3 separate regions of the Zea mays genome follow, and regions 1 and 2 are each linked to region 3. Evidence: chromatin contacts called from public Hi-C data. All regions are on one chromosome and are shown on one strand. Each heading gives the region's core, a stretch centred on a gene start, on an enhancer-like site or on the middle of the called end of the contact. The rest is flanking DNA. Distances are from core to core; before and after follow the strand shown.

Evidence for each region. Hi-C and Micro-C count contacts between places; a contact is called where the count stands out from the background.
Region 1: a contact with region 3 is called in a Hi-C map of leaf, with 4 times the contacts expected there. The contact joins the promoter of LOC100276062 here to the promoter of LOC100283232 in region 3. A contact is called at or near these places in 4 of 25 Hi-C or Micro-C datasets (ear, leaf and tassel).
Region 2: a Hi-C map of ear shows a contact between it and region 3, with 2.0 times the contacts expected there. The contact joins the promoter of LOC103637145 here to the promoter of LOC100283232 in region 3. A contact is called at or near these places in 2 of 25 Hi-C or Micro-C datasets (ear and tassel).

What each region holds. Positions count from the first base shown.
Region 1 is chr8:103,353,191-103,356,389 of Zm-B73-REFERENCE-NAM-5.0, reverse strand. LOC100276062 (DUF1682 family protein) reads right to left here and starts at 1,707. Exons shown (of 3, transcript NM_001149943.2): 1 at 593-1,707. The coding sequence starts at 1,615.
Region 2 is chr8:103,385,501-103,388,837 of Zm-B73-REFERENCE-NAM-5.0, reverse strand. LOC103637145 reads right to left here and starts at 1,668. Exons shown (of 3, transcript XM_008659399.2): 1 at 1,419-1,668; 2 at 236-956. The coding sequence starts at 1,668. It overlaps LOC100276536, which reads left to right and starts at 1,250. Exons shown (of 2, transcript NM_001150300.2): 1 at 1,250-1,528; 2 at 3,106-3,337. The coding sequence starts at 3,125.
Region 3 is chr8:103,207,126-103,210,585 of Zm-B73-REFERENCE-NAM-5.0, reverse strand. LOC100283232 (beta-hydroxyacyl-ACP dehydratase) reads left to right here and starts at 1,966. Exons shown (of 4, transcript NM_001366958.1): 1 at 1,966-2,261; 2 at 2,391-2,451. The coding sequence starts at 2,060.

The DNA.
Region 1 (3,199 bases), core at 458-2,957, 150 kb before region 3:
AACCAGTCTTTCGTCAATGTCCAAAAGGTGGCGGTGCAAGAAAATATCAAAGACAAAAATAAAATATCTAAGGATGAACAAATTCAGGAGACAAAAACATGACATGTTTCAAAATGAATAAAAGATAGTTAAAATCTACCAGCTAGCACCCACATTTAAAAAAAATCATTTTCATCACTTCATAGTATCTCATCACTTACTATAACAAAAAAAACTACCTATATAGAACAATAGCAGCACAACTTATGCCACATGGTCCATAGGTTACTGTTGATAAGCTTTCTATCAAAGCAACAAGCTGAGCCCAATATATTCAAAATTGCAAATTTTAATTTGAATACAAGCATAACTTCTCCAACGTCATCATTTAACAGCATATGTTACAAAAATGTGAGGCTATCTCAAACCACACAAGTTTCAGTAGTTCTCTTTCGAATACATTTTGACAATTCAGCAGTCAATAAGATTCACCTTTATCGAGTTCATTAAATATTGAAGCAGCAAGACAGTGCAAGCATTAACAATATTATCCAAAAGCATTTACTTTACCAAATCCACAAAACCAAAATTCTAAATTAAAGTTCACCCTCACCTGATCAAGCACAGCTTCAGTGATCATATCCCCAGCAACCTCCTTTGACTCAGCCACCACAGCAAGCTCATCTGACACCCACTTCCTCCCCGCAGGTGCAGAAGTGAGAACACTGGCAAACCTTTGCAGATCCCTCTCTTCTTTGTGCATTGTCTTGGCCGCCTTCTTCCTGGCTACAGCCAGAACCACATGGTCCATGGCCTCTTCGTTCATTATCACTTCGAATGTGATGGTGTCCTTCCTAGGGAAGACCAACTCGACGAACTTTGACAGCAGATCGTACCGCGCTCGCATCTCCATGGTGGCAAGCAACCCCTGGCAGAACCGTCTCCCACTTGCATAGAACTTGAACACGTCCTGCCCCTCCTTCAGCAGGAGTGGCGTGTCCTTGCCGTCGCCTGTGCCAAGAAGGCTGAAGTTCTTGTCGAAGATAGAGTCCCTGGTGGCGAACTTGGTGGCCCAGGCCAGCGCGATGTTCTCGTTTTGCCGCTTCCCAGTGAAGTAGTTGAGCACGTAACAGACCAGGAAGCTGGCGCACGCGATCTCGAAGGAGAACGCGCGGAGGAGCTCAGCCGGGCTCCTCTTCGCAGCCGGCGCCACCTCCACCGGTGCCTCCGCGGAGGGATCTGATGGGTCGACCTCGGCCGGCGCGGCGGAGTCGTCAGAGGGGATCGCTTCGGGCACGGGGATGCCCTCGAACTCGTCTTCGTCCCAGAGGTCGAGCGCCGGGGTGGGATCCCGAGGCGTAGGCGTAGCCGGGTTAGGGTTCGGCGCCGGTGTCGTCGTGACGGGAGGTGAAGGAGCGGAGGTGGAGAGGGAGATGGGCGGAGGGGGCGGGAGGTAGACGCCGTCGAGGCCCTCGTCATCGTCAGCATCTAGGCCGCCGGCCGCGACAGGAAGGTCGTCGGAGTCGAAGCCCTCGAAGTTAGCGGCAAAGGAGGGGGAGATATTGAGGGCGAGGAGCAGCAAAATGAGAATGGCAGCACGGGGCGGCCGGAGCCGGATCCAGCTCAGCGCCGCCATAGCTTAGGATGCGGGAGTGAAGGTGTGCAGTGTGCTGGGGAAGACGAAGGGGATTATGGTCCGCGGCGGTGCTGGGAAGGACGGAAGGTGGGGCCGTGGGGGAACCGTGCGACTACTGCGGAAGTGGTTGATCGTTGGGATCTGAGATTCAGTTTTTTTTTTCTCTCTCTCTCTCATTTGGTGTGATCTGGCAATGGGCGTGGGAATATGATGCACATTTCATCAAAAAGAAAAAAGGAAAAAGAAGTCCCATTCAACATTAATTAGTCACTGAATTTCGAAGAGTTCTCAAACTTTAATACCAGAGAATTTATATACTTAAAACTCGTAATATTTCTTTGGTGGTTTTACTGAGGCATCTTCAAGTGTTTAGTTTAGTTTACTTATTAAATTAATAGATCTACTGAGTTAATAGAAGAAATAACAATTTTAAATTTTGTCCTTCTTTAACAATCTTCTATAATAACTTTGTAAACAATTCTGCAGTGAAAACTCTCAACTATTGTAACCAATCAAATGTTTTTAATAGTTTCTTTGCCTCTTACAGGTTCCTCATCTGAAACTTTTATTTTCTTGATCTACTCGTACGTCTAATTTACTCCGATCTCTTTATAATAACACCACACGGAAAGGAAATCGGGTACGGAGTTTTTCCTCATCACGGAAACTTACGTGCTAGAGCAAATATTTTGTGATTCTTTTATTTTAAAGGAGATCTTTTACCAAATCATTGGAAGATATTTTTCTAATTTTGCTAATAAGATAGATAGTTGTTTTTATAAAGCTCTTGGAGATGCTCTAGCAGTCTAGCGTAGCAGTATACTCCAACTATCATTCGGTCTCTCTCTTATATAAAAAATACAGCTTTTTCTATGTAAAGTCGTATGTATACGGACTTTTACATCATAATTGTAGAGCTCAACATTATAATTTTTATAATTAATAATTGTCACATTCGATCATGACTGGGTTATTTTTGTCAACATCATGAGCATCATCTGCAATCTAAAACTTACATATGCAAAAAATATTTTTTTGAGCAACGTTATGTTCCATCGAGCAAACTGTTGCATGCCCAAATAGTTTGTGAGGAGTGGCTTCAAACTTAGCAAATTTTCATGGATAATGTGTTCCAACAGACAGTCTGATGTCCATTCGAACCTCACTTGGCATCTCTGGCACCACATGATAGACCATTTGTCTCTTGTGCACAAAGTGGATAAAATTTTCCTATGGTATTTGTGAAAGGGTGTAATCCTCACAAAAGATAATTTGGCTAAACGAAACTGGCAAGGTAGTTTATCATGCGTCTCTTGTCACAAGAAGAGACCATCCAACACCTCTTCTTCGAATGTCGGCTAGCCCGGTCAGTCTGGAGCGTGTTTCTGATGGCCACTGGAATCAACCAACCACAAAATGTGGACCATATGTTTGTGGATTGGCTTCAAGGTTTTAATAGTGTGCTGAAACCAATGCTTCTACTTGGAGCGACGGTGTTGTGCTGGGCGCTCTGGATCTGTAGAAATGACTTAGTTTTTGAGAAAAAAATCTTGTGTTCTCCTTTGCAGGTTATCCATTTGCCGT
Region 2 (3,337 bases), core at 419-2,918, 180 kb before region 3:
TTAAACATGATGTAATGAATACACTACTTGATATGCATTGAACCAACAGTGACTGAGAACAGATCAATAGAATCGTCTTAATGGCGACTGATCCTTCATATAAACACAAGTTGCTTTTATTTCGGATGTGACGAGAATGTTTCTCCATACAAGGATGAAACATTTGCAATCCACTCATGCATCAAACTTATTTTTCCACAAGAAATATTCAAAGTGGTTGCTCAACCCAGAATACCTTCTCAGTGGCGTCTTCACAGTCATGTTACAGATGTAGGGGAAGTTGAGCGGCGGAGTGGGCGGGGCCCCTGGTGCGCCCACCGCGTCAAACGACACCTCCGCGGTGCACGCCATCTCCCCTTCATCCCCACCCTCCCCTTTGTCGTACTCCGGGGCGGCGTTGGCGTTGCCGGCGCCGACGTCGGTGGGGCGGTAGAACCCCATGAGCACCGCGGCGTGCGGCGCGAGCCCGCGACGGTCGTGGAGGTACCTGCGGATGACGAACGTGAGGAGCTGCGCGTACCGCTGGGCCGGGCCCAGCGCACGGTCTCGGAGAAGGAGGAGGCGGACGAGCGCCTCGGCCATGGCGTCGTCGTCGGGGCCGCGCGAGAGGGCGCACACGGTGAGGAGACCGTGCGGGAAGGCGTGCTCGTAGCGGAAGGCCGCGAGCTCGTCGAGCTGCGAGAGCGCGCGCGGCGATAGGAAGACACCGGGGTCGGGGCCGGGGCCGAGGCCGTTTCCGTCCGAGGCGGGTGTGGCGGTTGGAGGGGCGAGGCGGGGGCAAGGGGAGCAGTCGATGGCGGGTGCAGGGGATCGGGAGCGGCATGGCGGCTGAATTCGCGGTGGGAATCGATGCGGAGTGGGGTGGGCGGCCGGGTGCGCGCGGGATCCGCGGAGGAGTGGGGGTGGGCGGCCGGGTGCGCGCGGGATCCACGGAGGTAAGGGATGGCGGGGGCAGTCTACACTGCACTCTTAATTATTAGTAGAGATAATGAATAAGCGGCTAGAAATAGCCTTATAATCAAACACATGGTGGCCTTATAATCAAATACATGGTGCTGAGGCTTTTTCGTGAACGTGGGATTCCTGTGTTTTTTTTCTAATAAAAAATAAATTTATTTCTGTAATTTTTATATATCTCCTGTATTCTAAAAGATCCTAAATTTATTTGTTTGTTTTGCTGATAACAGTAGTTAATGTCTAAATTATTTTCTCTTTTCCCTCCTCTTCTCCTTTCCTTTCCTTCCCTCCTCGGGTTTCCCCGATCTCTTCCTCCCCCTCTATCTCTCCCTCTCCCTCTCCCTCTTCCTCTCTCCTACCACATCTCCAGCCCTCTTCTCGGCCCGACGGCGTTCCACCCCCTACCCTCTTTTCCCGCCAGCGCCGTTCCTTCCTCTGCGGTAGCCCTGCGTGAAGCACACGGCGGTGGTCCTCGTCAACCAAATCGTCGCCACATCGCGTTCTCCCCGGCGAGGATCTGTAGGCGAGCTCGCCGTCCATATCCGCCCAAGCCACCCCCAGCTCGTCGCAGGTGCTCTTCTTCCTCCCTCTCTCTCTTACGTCGTATGGGGGCTCCGGCGGGTCGCGTTTGTGCGGTGGGCGACCTCGCCGCCGGAGATTTCCTCCCTCTACAACCAACCGCCGGATAGGGGAGGGGATGCATCCCTTCATTTGAGGTAAATGGGGCTATAGATGGAGACTCGCTATAGTTGAGGGGATGCATCCCCTCCATCTGAGGAGGTTGGGTTTGAGTATTTACCTAAGTCGAAAATTTAGGTATTGGGTATTGAATTGAATGATTAATCTGTTGGAGCCCTCTCAGTTCCCTGCTGTTTTTTTGGTATTGGGGATGCTTTGAGTATTCTGTTGGAGATGCGCTATCTGTGTTTGGATCTGACTACATGCATGAAACTTCGGAGTTTGCGAAAATATTGGGTTTATATGTGTATATCCATGTCCTATACTGGGTCCACCACTGGGATTGAGAAATGAGAACTCGGTCCTTGCTTCTCATAGGCGAATTTAGCTAGGTTTGTCGGGATAAGCCGACTCCAATAAAATTTATAAATCATTTAGCAAAACACTGTTAAAAGTTCAACATATCCATTGCCATAGATGGTTTCGTTCATTGGATGTGGTGACACTCCAGGGGTTCAGCTTGCCCTTGTCATTGCCAGAATGCACATAGTAGATCTGTTATTCCTTTAAATTAGCCTCACATCTTATTTCGTAGTAATATATGCTTCTTGGTTGTATAAATCTGAACATTGAAGAATATTGTCTTAAGAAGATTTAACCCTTGTCATTAATATTTACCAACATGTACATACTGTAAATGCTTACACATGCCCTTATATTTGGTTCACAGTTGCATAAAGTATTGTGTTAAATGTGCTTTTGGGTTGTGCAAATTTGAGCCCTGAACATAAATCTTAGTGATTGCCAATCAAATTTTGCAACCTGCACACCTATGAATTTCTGTGACTTGGACCACCGTTTTCTCCACAGTTCAGCAGATGCATTGGCTTGTTGGGCATTGATGATGATATGCAGCATGGTACTTCATTTTTATTTACATGTCGTAGGTTTGTCCTAAGTCAAACATTTGTATCTTTACCATCGATTTCAAAAAAAATATTTAGGTTCATGATATAAGATTTATATTTTAAGATTCACTATGAAAATATTTTCATAATATATAATGTGCTGTAAAACTATAAGGATTTTTTTTGAAATGAATGGTCAAAGATACTAATGTTTGACTTAGGACAAACCTAATGTGACATGTAAAAAAGAAGGGAGGGAGTAGTTATTTATTGACTTTCCATTTCATTATAAACAAATGAGAAAAAATGGGCAAAGCTCATGCCTTATGTTTGTTGCCACCAGTTATTACTGAATGAATTAGCAATGCTGGTAGAAGTTTGTTTACTCTATGCACTGTGAGATTAAGATTATTTAAATTCGGTCAGAAAGTTGTATTGGGATCTTTTTTTTTTTTGCTACTTTGGTGCCACGTCAACACCATTTTTTCTATATGCCTTGGCAGCATGGAATTTCCTATACATTCTGATAAATTGTTAAATTATTGTTTATAATGAATTGCAGTAGCAGCAACACAACAACCATGAGTCTTGCTTGTCTTGTATGCCATGGCATGAGCAGCTCCTCACACTCTCTTAGAAGCTACTCGGTGTCAAGTTCAGAGGAGGAAAGCCGATGTGGAGCTGCTGTGGCCTGCTTAGCTCGAAGAGTAACACCAGCTGGAACTTCTACTAGTGCTGGGACATCGAAAGTGACCCCCTTTCCACCCATTGTGAGTGGTCAAGTTGGCACGGAG
Region 3 (3,460 bases), core at 717-3,216:
GGATTTGATCTATTTGGTTGTGTCTAGAATTGAATGCTAGAGCTCTTGTAAGTAGTTGGAAGGTGGAAAACTTGGATGACTTGAATGTGGGGGTGGTTGGGGTATTTATAGCCCCAACCACCAAACTTGACCGTTGGTGGAGGCTGCTGTCGACGGGCGCACCGGACAGTCCGGTGCGCCACCGGACACTGTCCGGTGCGCCAGCCACGTCACCTGGCCGTTGGGTTCTGACCGTTGGAGCTCTGACTTGTGGGCCCGCCTAGCTGTCCGGTGGTGCACCGGACAGGCCCTGTAGGCTATTCGGTGTGCTACCCGCGCGTGCTCTGCTCCTCTGCGCGCGCAGGCGCGCATTTAATGTGTTACAGTCGACCGTTGCGCGCGAAGTAGCCGTTGCTCCGCTGTCACACCGGGCAGTCCGGTGAATTATAGCGGAGCGGATTCCCGAAGCTGGCGGGTTCAGAGTTGCTCTCCCTTGGGGCACCGGACACTGTCCGCTGGTGCACCGGACAGTCCGGTGAATTATAGCGGAGCTCCTCTGAAAATTCCCGAAGATGAAGAGTTGGGCGTCGAGTTCCCTGGTGCACCGGACAGTCCGGTGCGCCAGACCAGGGTGCACTTCGGTTGTCTTTTGCTCTCTTGTTTGAACCCTTTTCTTGGTCTTTTTATTGGCTTATTGTGAACCTTTGGCACCTGTAGAACTTATAGACTAGAGCAAACTAGTTAGTCCAATTATTTGTGTTGGGCAATTCAACCACCAAAATCTATTAGGAAATAGGTGTAAGCCTAATTCCCTTTCAAGGAGGAGAAGGTATTCTTCAAATTGTCCATCTATTTCAAACACGAATTCAAAGTACAATAACCAATTATTATGGTTAGTACCTAACCACATCCATTATGACAAACTAATAACAAATTACTAACTAATACCTAACTACTAACTAACTAGTAACTAATAAAGAATAGCTAACTAATAACTAACTACTAGCTAACTAATAACTAATAATGAATTACTAATAATAATGAACTACTAACTAAGTGCTAACTAATAACGAATTACTAATAAAAACTAAATACTAACTAATCAAGAAAAAGGATTATACCTAAGGTCCCGGTGGAGTAAGACAAGCGCTGGCGTTGGAGCCAGACGATCTACTCACTATAAAAAAGAACATGGTAGTAAGTAAAAAATTTCGACAACACCTCCTCTCCCTAGAGAGGTTTCTAAAACCTACAAATTCACGTGGCATTTATCACATGAATCACATTCATCAAATTCACATTCATCACTTGCATCACATTAACGTTCAACACAGTTACCTTCGTCACTTAATAATAACAAAACCAACATCTACATATGTTAGATTATGATAGAAGAGTAGGAGGGTAATGTATCACTTTAACATCGTAAATAAGCTGAAATAATACAAACAAGGACTTAGGACCTGTTTGAGGAGCTTTACTTCAAAAACTTCAGCTTTGGTTTTTCAACTTCACCATAAAACAGTTCAAACAGATTGTTAAGGTGGGTTACAGGATTGTTTGGCTTGCATATGGACTCCAACTTCTATAGTACAACTGATTTGTGTGAGTTTCCTTGATTACCTGTGATGATTAGTGGGTTGTCGCGAGAGAGAATGAAAGTTGTATGTTGCGTAACTAGTGGCATGGTGGTTAATTTTTGTACAATTTCATGAGGAGATATAAAACAGTGTTTTTGAAACATCCTTTAAAGAGCTTCATAAATCTCATAAAACTGACCTCTAGTTTCGATTTTTTAAAGCTGGAGCTTGTTGAGGTGCATGTGTTTGGTTAGCTGAAATTCTTGAAGCCCACGGCTCTAAAAAGGCGTCATGAGAAAATTTTGGAGTTTTCCCCTGATCCAAATTGGGCTGAAGTTTTCAAAGCCCAGCTGAAAACCCTGTTCCTTCCGACCTTGGCCACCTCGTACGCATCGGCATCGCGTCGCGCCCGCCGCTCTCCTCTCCTGCCGGCCTGTCCAACTTCAAAAGAGCACGCGCTTCTGCCCCCCGCCCTCCTGCACCGCTCTCCTTCCCCGACGATGGATCCCGCAGCCATGTTGAGATCCCCGTGCTCTATCGTCTCGCCGGGCTCCTTATTAACCGCCCCACTTCTCCCAGTACGCCTCGCCGTCCAGCCACGCCGCCGAGTGCCTGGTTTTATTGCGCCCTCCGGCAGGCCGTCCGTCGCGCGGCGCGCCGCGGCCGGAGACAAGTTCGAGGCCGAGACGCCCATAGAGAAAAGTCGGTAACTATACTTTCGCTTCTCGTTCCCATGCCTGTCGTTTCAGTTGTATTTGTGTGTTTGCTGTTGCTTTTCGAACATGTTTAATACTGATGCGTGTGCTTACTGATGAGGTGATCACATTTCAGGTTTCCCTCCCTTCCCAACTGTCATGGACATCAACCAGATCCGTGACATCCTGCCACATAGGTGAGTCGATTATTGTGGGTGCTATTTGTTCATTTGTTCCTGCATTTTTCATTGTGGCTTAGCAGATGTCTGAAAAACGTGTGAAATGTAGGCAAGGTACTTCTTTATTGGAATTTTAGGGCTTTGTCAATAATAATGCATGACTTGTATGTTATAAACAGGCTGTTAGTTTTTTTAGCCTAAGAATAAAGTTCTGGTCATGTGATTTGCTTGTTTATTGTATTGCTTTGAATTTTAACGAACTTCCTACCTATGAAGCTGACTATTTGTCTGACTTCCCTCCTCCGATGGATTCACATCTTGTCTAACCTGTTGTATATAGTGGTTTCCTATCATTTTGATTTTCAGTTAATGTCTTTACCAGTCACCTGGACTGTGAAAATGAAATAAATAACCAACTCCGCACCACAGTCATAAAAATATAACCATTAACGTTTCTTAAACAATAGTTATATGATTGATTATGAACACATGGCACCTTTCTAACTTCGGTTGTAAGTGTGTTCTTGACCAATGTGCACTGTTCAGAGCTGCGCATGTGGAGATGTTCAAGTTAGTCTAGCCACTGCACATTCTAAACCTTCTAATTTTCTTTTGAACAGTGAATACCATTAAATTTTTAGGCTAACCGTGTATATATTTAGTGATACATAAGTGATGCAACTATATCTTTTTTTTATTTCATTTTGTTCCTATGGTCATGGTCATTTTATCAGTAAAATTATCATACAAGAGATATTTGCAGTCAAATTTCAATTTGGAAGTCCATACCAAGCCAATTCACACCTTTTAAATTTGAACAAACTACATGTTTTTTTTTGTGTATTTCTTAGCCATAGTAATGATGCTTCATAGGTGAGTAGTCGGATGCTTGTTGGTTGCCATACTTTTCAAATAAATGGAGTCTAGTCATTATCTACTAAATTTGTTTACTAACTCCCACTACTCTAGCTCTAGCCAATAGAACTCTAAGTAATCTTGTTACCATATCACAAAAGCAAATGAAATC